Regions from separate parts of the Astyanax mexicanus genome. Here region 2 is linked to region 1. Evidence: chromatin contacts called from public Hi-C data. All regions are on one chromosome and are shown on one strand. The core of a region is the stretch at or near the end of the contact, and the rest is flanking DNA. Distances in the headings are between cores, read along the strand shown. Region 1 holds the start of bloc1s5 (biogenesis of lysosomal organelles complex-1, subunit 5, muted). Region 2 holds the start of zgc:101569 (enoyl-CoA hydratase).

The links. Hi-C and Micro-C count contacts between places; a contact is called where the count stands out from the background.
Region 2: a Hi-C map of muscle shows a contact between it and region 1, with 14 times the contacts expected there. The contact joins the promoter of zgc:101569 here to the promoter of bloc1s5 in region 1. A contact is called at or near these places in 2 of 3 Hi-C or Micro-C datasets (both in muscle).

What each region holds. Positions count from the first base shown.
Region 1 is chr1:107,723,141-107,728,415 of AstMex3_surface, forward strand. bloc1s5 (biogenesis of lysosomal organelles complex-1, subunit 5, muted) reads left to right here and starts at 3,828. Exons shown (of 5, transcript XM_022680125.2): 1 at 3,828-4,096. The coding sequence starts at 4,078.
Region 2 is chr1:107,856,950-107,862,222 of AstMex3_surface, forward strand. It overlaps zgc:101569 (enoyl-CoA hydratase), which reads right to left and starts at 2,162. Exons shown (of 6, transcript XM_049463869.1): 1 at 1,858-2,162. The coding sequence starts at 2,005. si:dkey-197c15.6 (putative nuclease HARBI1) reads left to right here and starts at 3,516. Exons shown (of 3, transcript XM_022680076.2): 1 at 3,516-3,787; 2 at 4,618-5,273. The coding sequence starts at 4,640.

The DNA.
Region 1 (5,275 bases), core at 2,578-5,077:
GCGAAAGCAGCTTTGCAGAGAAGTAAGCAAACCAGAGATGACAATAGTAAGGAAAAACTCAATTAACACAGTAAATTCGCCAGTGTTAAATTAACACAGAGTGTAAAATTTAACACTAACAGTGTTGATTCAACACTGGCGAATTTACTGTGTAATTGAGTTTTTCCTTACCATTGTCATCTTTGTAGATTTAGAGGAAGAAACCTTGAGAGGAACCATGCCTCAAAAATGGGAACCTGTCATTCTCTGGTAGACAATAGAAAACAAACAAACAGCAAATGCATGAAATAAGTAGTGAAACTCAATCAGGATAGAAGTGACCCTAATATTATACAAAGATCCTCAGTTTTGTCTACTGAAAACCAGCCAGTAAGAAAAAAAACTTTTTAGGAGGTAGATTACTAGGCTGAATGGCAATATATAGTATTATTTATAGTCTGTAGCATAATAGTCCAGTATAAAAAGTCTGTGTTTGTTGGTAATGGCTATAGTTAGAACCTATACAGGGATTAGTCTGTTTAGGAGGCTTGTGAGGTTATCTGGCTCAGCAGAAGCGTGAATTGCACATGCAGGTGCACTATGGTGGTATTTCAACTTCATTGCACTTACAATGTTCTTAGGATGCAAGCGCATTTGTTAAACTAGTTATTTAGGTAGAGCAAATAAGCGTTAAATTAGTTTAGTATAAATATGACAATAACAGTGTTGATAGCTAACACAAATAGCTAATTTTCTGTGTAAATTATTCCTGGGAGAAAATGTACATTTTCACAATGTAGACAGATTAACAAAATTACTTTAGTTACTTACTAGTATTACTTTTTTATAAAGTAAACAAAGTCACTGTAATGTAACTAATTGTATATTAACTTATTAAACCACAACTCAAAGAGAATAATTATTTGTAAGCCTACAATACCTACAATACCAAGATACTGTTAGCACAGTTAATACCCTTAGAAGCAATTTCTTTGGGTATTTAGTTGAGAGAACAACTTTTTTACTTCTAAGTTACTCTTCCATCTATGCCAGCTTACATCAGAAATGCTTTGGACTCCAATATTGCACTGACGTTGAATATTATTTGTAAATGAAAATTGGGTTGACATCTAAAGGTTTAAGTTACATATCTGTCAAAACACAAAATTTGTGTTTAGATCAAGCTACCCCTGAGTATTGTTAATTGAAAATTTTAATTTAAAAGTGAAATGTGGTTGAGACAAGTTATAAGGACATTAAATTTGAACTTACTTTTCAAAAATATGTTTTTTTTTACTTTAACATTCAACCATTTGCCATTTGTAGATACATCTTTAAAAAAAAAAAAACATTTCAACAACAACAAAAATTCATTTTCTCACTTTTCAACCAAAATGGAACTAACAGGTCTGACGTTTACTCAACATCTTTTTAATTAGAGAGGGTCCAATGTTAAATTTGTGTTTAATTTTGGTTATTTCAAGTATACTTACAATTTACAACTATAACATTATACCAACATCTAATAAGAGGTGAAAAGTCACCTTGTATAAACATGTAGTATTAGAGTGGGAGTTTGATCATTATACCTCACAACTAAATATTGGCATTTTACTTCAATATGTTGGTTCGTGACATTCTAAAAAGGTTTGATTTTAGTTAATTAACATTACTACTTGAATATATTTACCCTAGACCTCACTACCCGACATCACTACCTACATTACAGCAACATGTTGTGGACGTTGGTGTACAACTTGCGTGAATATAAAACTTTTGGCTTGAATTTTGTAATAAACAAAACTACCAGTTTGTGTTCTTTGGCACAGTGCAACACTTCGGAGCAGAGTTTAAATATGTTTTCTATTATAAACGGTAGGTTTTATTAGGTGTTGCACTTTCTACAGCATGTACATCTACCACAGCTTCACTCTAAAAATCTGCATGGGCGCAGATTTTCACAATAAACCTATTAAGTAACAACTAACCCATCAACACCTGTGTTTAACTGCAACATACAACAATAATTTATGCCTTATTATTGGGACAAAAGCAGAATCCTACACAGGAGTCGACTGTTGCAGACAGTTGCTGCTGTCGTGTATATAATTGTATTAGTTTCTTACCCACCACCAGTGGAGTGTTTGAAGCTGAAGCTGAGAAGAGTCGGGTTTCTCTCAATGGCTGATCCTCTGACTCCACCTTGTGGCTGCATTTAGAACCAGTCTTTTCTAATGCCCCCGTTGAAAAACTTGGCATAACTTTTTTTTATATCCCAAAACTTAATAAACCATTAAATCAAATAAAATGTGAAGATAAAACACAGTATCATTAGCAAATCACTTTACTTTATAATGTAAAACATTTTTTGCAGATCTGGTTACAATAAATAACTACACATTTGATAAAATGCAGTGTCATATTAGAGTTTTTTGGATACTCATAATACACTGCCTGGTCAAAAACAAGTTGCCACCTGGATTTAGTAAGTAAATATGTGGGGTTGATGCTGAATTTTGTCAGGTCTAGGTTAAGCAACAGTATGTGATGAAAGAATGAAGTCTGACTATCTTAATATACTGAATATAGACCAGGTTATTCCATCAATGGATTTTTCTTCCCTGATGATACAGGCATAGATGACAAGATGACAGTGTCAGGATTCATGGGGCTGGAATAGTGAAAGAGTGGTTCAGGGAGCATGAGATCATCATTTTCACACATGGATTGTTCACCACAGTTCAGATCTTAACCTTACTGAGAATCTTTGGGATGTGCTGGATGGAGAAGGCTTTGTGCAGCAGTCAGACTCTACCATCATCTATGCTGCAAGATCTTGGTGAAAAATTAATGCAACACTGGACTGAAATAAATCTTGTGACATTGCAGAATCGTATTGAAACAATGCCACAGCGCATGCATGCCACAGTCAAAGCTAAAGATGGGTCTTTATGGGTAATTATGGGGATTAAGAATACATTTAATTAATTATGGTCAAATAAAATGTTTCAAATGCAATCGCTTAGTGTAATAAGTATAATTTACAGATTGGTGTGCCATTTAGTTATTTTATTGTTTAATTGCATTGCAACAAATATTGCTGTTTCCTTTAAGCATATCAAGATATGAGGGTTTTTTGAACCCTAGTGTGTAGAAGCAGAAACTCTCTAGAGAGGAAAATACCCATTTCAGAATATTTTCAGGGTTTGTTAATTCACCAGACGGCGCTCCTTAGTGAGTCCAAAATGAATTGGTTCATATGGAGCAAATGAACAATGAGTTTCTAAATGTTTGATTATTTTCAGTATCATATATCATCTGTAAAGCTTTTAAAAAACGGTTACAAGGCCTTTAAACATGCTTTAGCTGCTCCTGTTCTGTTTCTTTAATAACTACATAACACAGTTCTGTATTTTTACTTTTAGTACTCGAGTAGTACATTTTACAATAAACTACTTAAGCAATACTTAAGCAAAACACACTTATAGTATCTCTGTTGTCAAAAAAAAACTTTTTACTGTAAAAAAAAAATGGAAACATACAGGCAATGTTTTTGTGTTTTTATGAAAGATTTCACAAAATATTTCTGCTTTCTAAATTAAAGGAATGTACTGACAAAATAGTTATGTGTATTTTTAATTTGGTGTTTTAGCTGTTAGGCTCCATTCGCTTCCATTTATTAAGGACTTACTCTCTGGCTCCCTCTAGCTGTAAGCAGTAATTTACTGATATAACAGGGAGATAGATAGGAAATGGACAGGCTCCATATTAACCAGCTCTGGTAGTAGTAGTGGTTCCCCATGTGACTGAAGCCAGACTCAACACAACTAATGCGGACTTTTATTGTGAAATAAATTTGAAGCAGTTCATGTAGCCCAGACAGGAGGATACAAATTATATCAGTGCTCTTCTGAAATGTAGCTGTCTGAGTTAACAGTAAATATTACCTGATGTGACGATTATAAAGACACGTGCCACACGAAGTAACCTGGAGCAGATGATTTAGGTTCGGGTTGTCGTGGAGTTACTGGATTTTAAGGCAATAAGGGAGTTTTTTGCACAAAAAACACACAGAGAGGGTGGTGACGTCTCGTGACCATGGACAAAATAGCAAAAGGTAGGTAGTTAGTGTAACACACTGAAAATAAAAGGACTAACAAAGCGCCTGTATGGTAATATATCCCCAGCTAGGTTTTGATCTTTTATAATGAAATGTAATTATTTAACTTACCTAAGAAATTACCCATATATGAAGCTTAGTTCCATCAGCAAGCCTGGAAAGTGTATTTCCTACTATTTCTAGTGGAACAGTCTTATTATTGTTGGAAAGAAAACATTGTTTTTCCCTAACTGGTACAATCGAGCTCTTGTACATTTTGTGGTAATTGTAATGAAAATCTAAACCTTAATTTAATTGTAATGTGGTCGTTTGAAAGGAATAAAATGTTTATTATTTCTCCTATGTGGCTTTTAATTATTTTTTTACCTCAAAGACAGACATAACCTGTCCTTTAAATAAATAATAATAATAAAAAATAAATGTCTTGAATTTTTTTTTAACTGCAAAGTTCTACACAGTAGTATGACAAAGTTTGGGCATGATTTTCCTTTATAAATGATTGGTTGTTTTTTATCAGCAATCTTAGCAAAATATATCATATAGCAGATGAACACAGTAATACTTAAGAAGTGAAATTAAGTTTATAGGATTTACAGAAAGTGTGCAATAATTCTTCAAACTAAATTTTGGCACCGCAGCAAAACTTACCTCAGTATTTAGTAGATCATTATTTCACTATTTCACTTTGATCATTATTTTCACTTTGTGCCTTGTGCTCAGAAAAGGCTTTCTCTGCATTGCTCTCCCATACAGCCTCTCCCTATGTCAAGTATTTTTTAGACAAAAGTAAAAGTACTTAAATCACTAAAACTACAAGGGTGCCCGTATGTCCCTGCCTAATTTTGTTTAAATAATTATTGCACACTTTCTGTAAGTCCTATAAACTTAATTTCACTTCTCAAATATGATATCACTGTGTTCATCTGTTATATGATATATTTATATTTGAAATTGCTGATCTGAAAATCATGAAAATTATCATGTTACCCAACATTTTTGATGGTCTTTGAGATTGCACTTGAGGGTAATTTCAAAGCTCTTAAATGTTTTGGATTGAGTTTTCTTGCCATAGTATGGATTAAACATTACTCAAATTCACTGTATACCAACTCTACCTCTTCACAATTTACTGATGCTCTCAAACATATTAAGAGACAAGAAATTTAAGTAATTACC
Region 2 (5,273 bases), core at 912-3,411, 130 kb after region 1:
AACATACTCTGAAACATTCCTAATGACAATCAGATCTGGTGATTTGTTGGTTATTACATCATCTGAACTTCTTTATTCCTTAAACCGCTCTATCACTGAATAAGTGATGGTCTCCTCATCTCCCAAGCCATTGGCATCAAATTTTATTTTATAAAAATGTCAATCGGCTCATTTGTGATCCAGTTTGTTAAACAGGTTTGTTTCAAGGAGATTTATTGTCTTTAACAACACATGTGGTACATTGTTGGTGCATGTCTTGCTGGCGCATCTGTGACCAAGACAGCAAGTCTTTGTGATGTATCAAGAGCCACGGTATCCAGGGTAATGTCAGCATACCACCAAGAAGGGCGAACCACATCCAACAGGATTAACTGTGGACGCAAGAGGAAGCTGTCTGAAATGGATGTTCGGGTGCTAACCCAGATTGTATTCAAAAAACATAAAAACACGGCTGCCCAAATCACAGCAGAAATTAATGTGCACCTCAACTCTCCTGTTTCCACCAGAACATAAATTATTGTGCTCTAAAACCAGGTGTTTCAGTTTCATTGTCCAACTCCTGCAGAAACTGTAGTTGTGTGTGACTGCACTTCAGCAGTCTTGTTGCTAGGTGGTTACTAAGGTGATGTTGGATAGGAGTTGGTTCCTGAGGTATTGCCTTTGGTTGCTGTTGTACATGTGTTGGTTGATAAAAAGGTTTTGTTAGGGAGGCAAAGTTAGTCAGTTGTTAGTCAGTTGCAAAAATGTTGCTAAGTGGTTGCTATGGTGCTGTTAAAGGTGTCTATAGGTGGTCGCTAAGGTCTTGCAAGTCAGTTGCAAAAATGTTGTAAAGCATTTACCAAGTTGTTGCTAGGTGGTTACTATGCTAAGCAAGGCATTCCATTTTAAGTTACCCAGTCCATGCAGCACAGCCACACTGAGGGTATCATCCTGGTCAAAGGCTGAAAGCTCCTTGATTAACCTAAAAGCAGTCTCCCGGTTTACTGAGTTACGCGCCTCTGGACGGTTAATCCCCACAGTGACCACCACACCCTTCCTCTCTGTGACCACTGTTTGACCTGCTGCAATGGAGATGAAAAAGAATTGACTTAATTCATTACAGATCAAATTCTGAAAATCATAAAAAAAGTGTGTGTATCTATTTTAAGCGTGTATTTATTTTATTGTTGATGATATGGCTTACAGCCAACAAAAATCCCAGCCAACCCAAAAATTAGAAAAATATATAAGACCAGTTGGTACTTTTGGCAGTGTGGGCAGTGTGCCAAGTCCTGCTGGAAAATGAAATCCACATCCTCATAAAATTTGACTTTTGACTTGATATAACACAGTGGACCAACACCAGCAGATGACGTAGCTCAACACACCATCACTGACCATCAATAAATCAGTAAAGTCCAAAGTCAGTGCAGATCTCCTACCAGGAGATTTTACAGCACTTCATGCTTCCCTCTGCTGACTTTTATGGAGAGGCGGATTTCATTTTCCAGCAGGACTTGGCACACTGCCCACACTGACAAAAGTACCTATTGGTCTTATATAATAATCTAATTTTCCAAAACACTGATTTGTGGGTTGTCATTGGTTGTAAGCCATCATCAACAATGAAATAAATAAAGGGTTAAAATAGATCACTCTGTGTGTTATACATCTATATAATACATGAGTTTCACATTTTGAACTGAATTACTGAAAGTAACTTGTCATATGACATACTTTATAATAAAACTTTATGATTATGAACCATTATATATTATATTGGAGCACTTATGCCCCTGCAGGAGAAAAAAATAGGGAGGAATAAGTGCATAACTGGTAGAAAAAAAGAGAATGTATTTATTTGAGCAGGTTAGTTACCTGTCTGTGTTGGATGGTCAGAAGCAGCAGAGCTGTAACACAGTCTTCCAGCGGTGATTAAACTCAGCTCCTCATATCGAGCCAAGACGCTCCTTAATCTGAACACGGAGTTCCCATTGACCACAGACCTGAAAGCCCGGAGCGCCATGGACTGCAGCCTGTATAAGTCGAAGTATAAGTATAAGTGGGCTGCCAATGTGCTGCTGATGTTTAAGACAAAATAAAAGTCCCTCTAATAACAACAGCGCATCAGATAACACTTTATTATAGGCCAAAGTTGACTGGTCTGCAAGGGGAAAAGAAATTGAGCTAAAGTCTGCCCCCACTGGCAAACCCTGTCATAGGATGGGAATAGAAAATACATTTTAAATGTTATTTTAAAATAAAAAAATAAATGGAAAATACAAATTAAACGTAATTGTATCGTTAAAGAATAATTTGATGTAACTAAACAGCCATTTAATAATTACATTTGGGAGCAGGGCTGGCACATTTGTTTTATATTTTCACACAAAGTGTATGAATATGAATTGCTTGCTTAAACATTTAACTACACTGGTTAAATATATATATTAAAGAGATATTTCTTGTTTATTTGTTTGTTTTGTTTTTGTTTTCCACCAGTTTTTGTAATCTTGGGTTAACATTTTGCCACTCATTAATTTATTAACTTCCCTAAAGATACAGAAATCTTTATACTATTTGTTTGACAACATAAAATAAAAAAACATGAAATCATTAGCTAATAACAATAACAAGCTAGCACAAAAAAAAAAACGTTTTAAAATCTTAGCAAGTGAAATGTTTAAGGCATTTTTAAGGCAATAATTTTTTTTCTTCTGATAAGATAATAAGTTTTTTCTCCTACTCAGTGTACTTGTAAGATTTTTTGCTTATTTTAGGAATTATCTTAATCAGTCTTACTTAGAATGTTCACCTTATTTTAATAAACTTAAACTCAAAATAAGCTTAAAAACTCACCTGATCAATCAATTAATAATACTGCCCCACCCCTAAACCCATATATCACCCAGTGCCTCTCCCAAATTTGAGCTAAGTCAGGGAGTGTAGTGTCACTTAAAGCCTTACTTTACTCATTATGAGACTTTGTGACTGCTTATTTTAAGAAATCTTACTAAGAAAAATAGTAAAAAAATGTGTGCTTTCCACATTGGCATATTTTGTTTTGCTCAAAATGTTTTGCAGTGTGTTAAATGCTTCGATACCAGGGCTCCAAATATTCCCCACCACCTAAAATAAAATAAAATATTCCAGTAATTTTTTTTCTTATTATTCAGTAAACTGCTATCTCATTATTTTGAGATACTATTTCATTATTTTGAGAAAGTAAGTCATTATTTTGAGATATCTTATTATTTTGAGATAGTAAGTAATACTTTTTAAGTGATTAAATATGTAGTGGGCACTTTTGGAGACACAGAATAAGTTGAGTGGAAACTGTGTGAGTGAGCCTTTTACCCATCTCCCATTGTGCTTCTGTCCCCTGCACTTTGTGTAATGTGGTACTGTTACAAATTAACGATTAGTCGACAATGAAATTTATAGTCGACAATTTAAATAAACTAAAATCGACTATTCGGCTATTCGCTGCAGCCCTAATAAACAACCACTTTTATGTAGATGTACAAACAAAAAAAAACAGACTGGATTAAACCTGTTTCAGGTCGTTCCTTGCTTCAGGCAGAGAGGGCGCTAGTAGGAAGAAGAAGGCAGAATCCATCGCGTTCCGCTTCTTCGCGGGCATGCGAATATACACCAGCAAACACGGATAATAAAAGGTACAGCGGCGTTTTATTGTTGTGGACTTTAACGCGAATTAACCTCCAGTATCCAGAGGATGAGGAAGAGCTGCTGCTGCTGCTGCTGCTGCTGCTGCTGCTGAAACCAGTGAGGGATATAGAAGCTCCAGGTTTACTAACAATAATAACCACAGCCACATTAAGAGTCTTATTAAACGCGTAGAAAGAGTAAGAGTTGCTCATTGTCCCAGTGATTTATTTGATAGTCATAAAATCACTGGAAGGGTTTTATTTTTTTTACTTTTTTTTTAACTGGTAGCTAACACGGTGTTATTGACGAATGTCTGTGTTGTGTAGAGTTGTGCTTCCCACTGATATGTGCTTCTTTACGGCACTGCGCATGCGCAGCATTTGTTTTTCTAACGTTTTAATGATTTTTAATGTTATTGGCAGCATTAAACAACTAATTTAAATGTTAAAAACCCTCTAAATATCAGTTAAAAATAACACTGGCAAGTTAAAAAATATTTATAATAATAAACTATAAAGCTATAAAACTATACTTTTTCTAATCACGTATATGACCTTAACGTTTTAACCCTCTATGGCAAACCACTGTTTGATTACACCATTCCTTTAATTTTTGTAATGTTATTTTTTGTCACAAAATATCAATATCAATAGTATTAATAGTAATCAATATCATTTGTGTTTTAGTTGTTGCATCAGGATAACAGCTAGACCATATTTGTTGGGAATAATTGCTAAAGCAGTGGTGGTGTTTAAAAAAAAATATCTATGCTATAAAGGGTTAACTTTACCTGATACAGTGAACTGGCCTATCCTCATATCCTACCTAGGCTTCTGCTGAGAGTTCTTTGTTTGTTTGTTTCTAATATGATTTTTTATTTTTTTGTATTTTTACCTTTTTAAAAATTAAATTCTACTACTAGGGAAGCACGGTTTGACAAGGAGCTAAAGCAGGGAAATTCACTTACAGCTGCTTTTAAACTGCTGTTAAAATGTCTTTCGGGGGAGCAGTGTGGCTGGCTGTGCAGGAGGACCTGTACAGAGGGTTTAGTAGCGGATACGACCATAAAAATTCCTCCAGCAGCAGATCCAACATCTCCAGCAGCTCCAACAGCAGCAGCACTGAGGAGTCCAGAGGTATCCTGGGCCGCATGGATGACTACTTTCTTTCCCAGTGTTTCCATTCATCTCGAGCCTGCCTGGCCTTTCTGATCGACTACGTTACATCTCGTCTACAGAAGGATGTGTTCAGACCAGTCAGCGACTCTGCCTCAGTAGAAGCCATGATTTTAGCCACGCTGCACTTCTGTTCACATGGGTTTCTACCCAAGAAAATCACAGACCTGCTGGGGCTGGACCAGCTAGCTGCAGCTGAGGGGGTAAACCTCATATCTAAAGTCCTGGCGGACATGTCCCACAGCTTCATCACCTTCCCAGGCAGCTATGATGACCGTATGGGTGTAGCTCAGGGATTTAAAAACATCAGTGGCATCCCAAACGTGGTGGGAGTCCTGGGCTGTTTACATGTAAGAGTGACACCTCCTCCTACTACTACTACTACTACTACAGAAAGCCTCTACCTCAACCCTCTGGGTTACAATTCAGTGATGATGCAGATCATCAGTG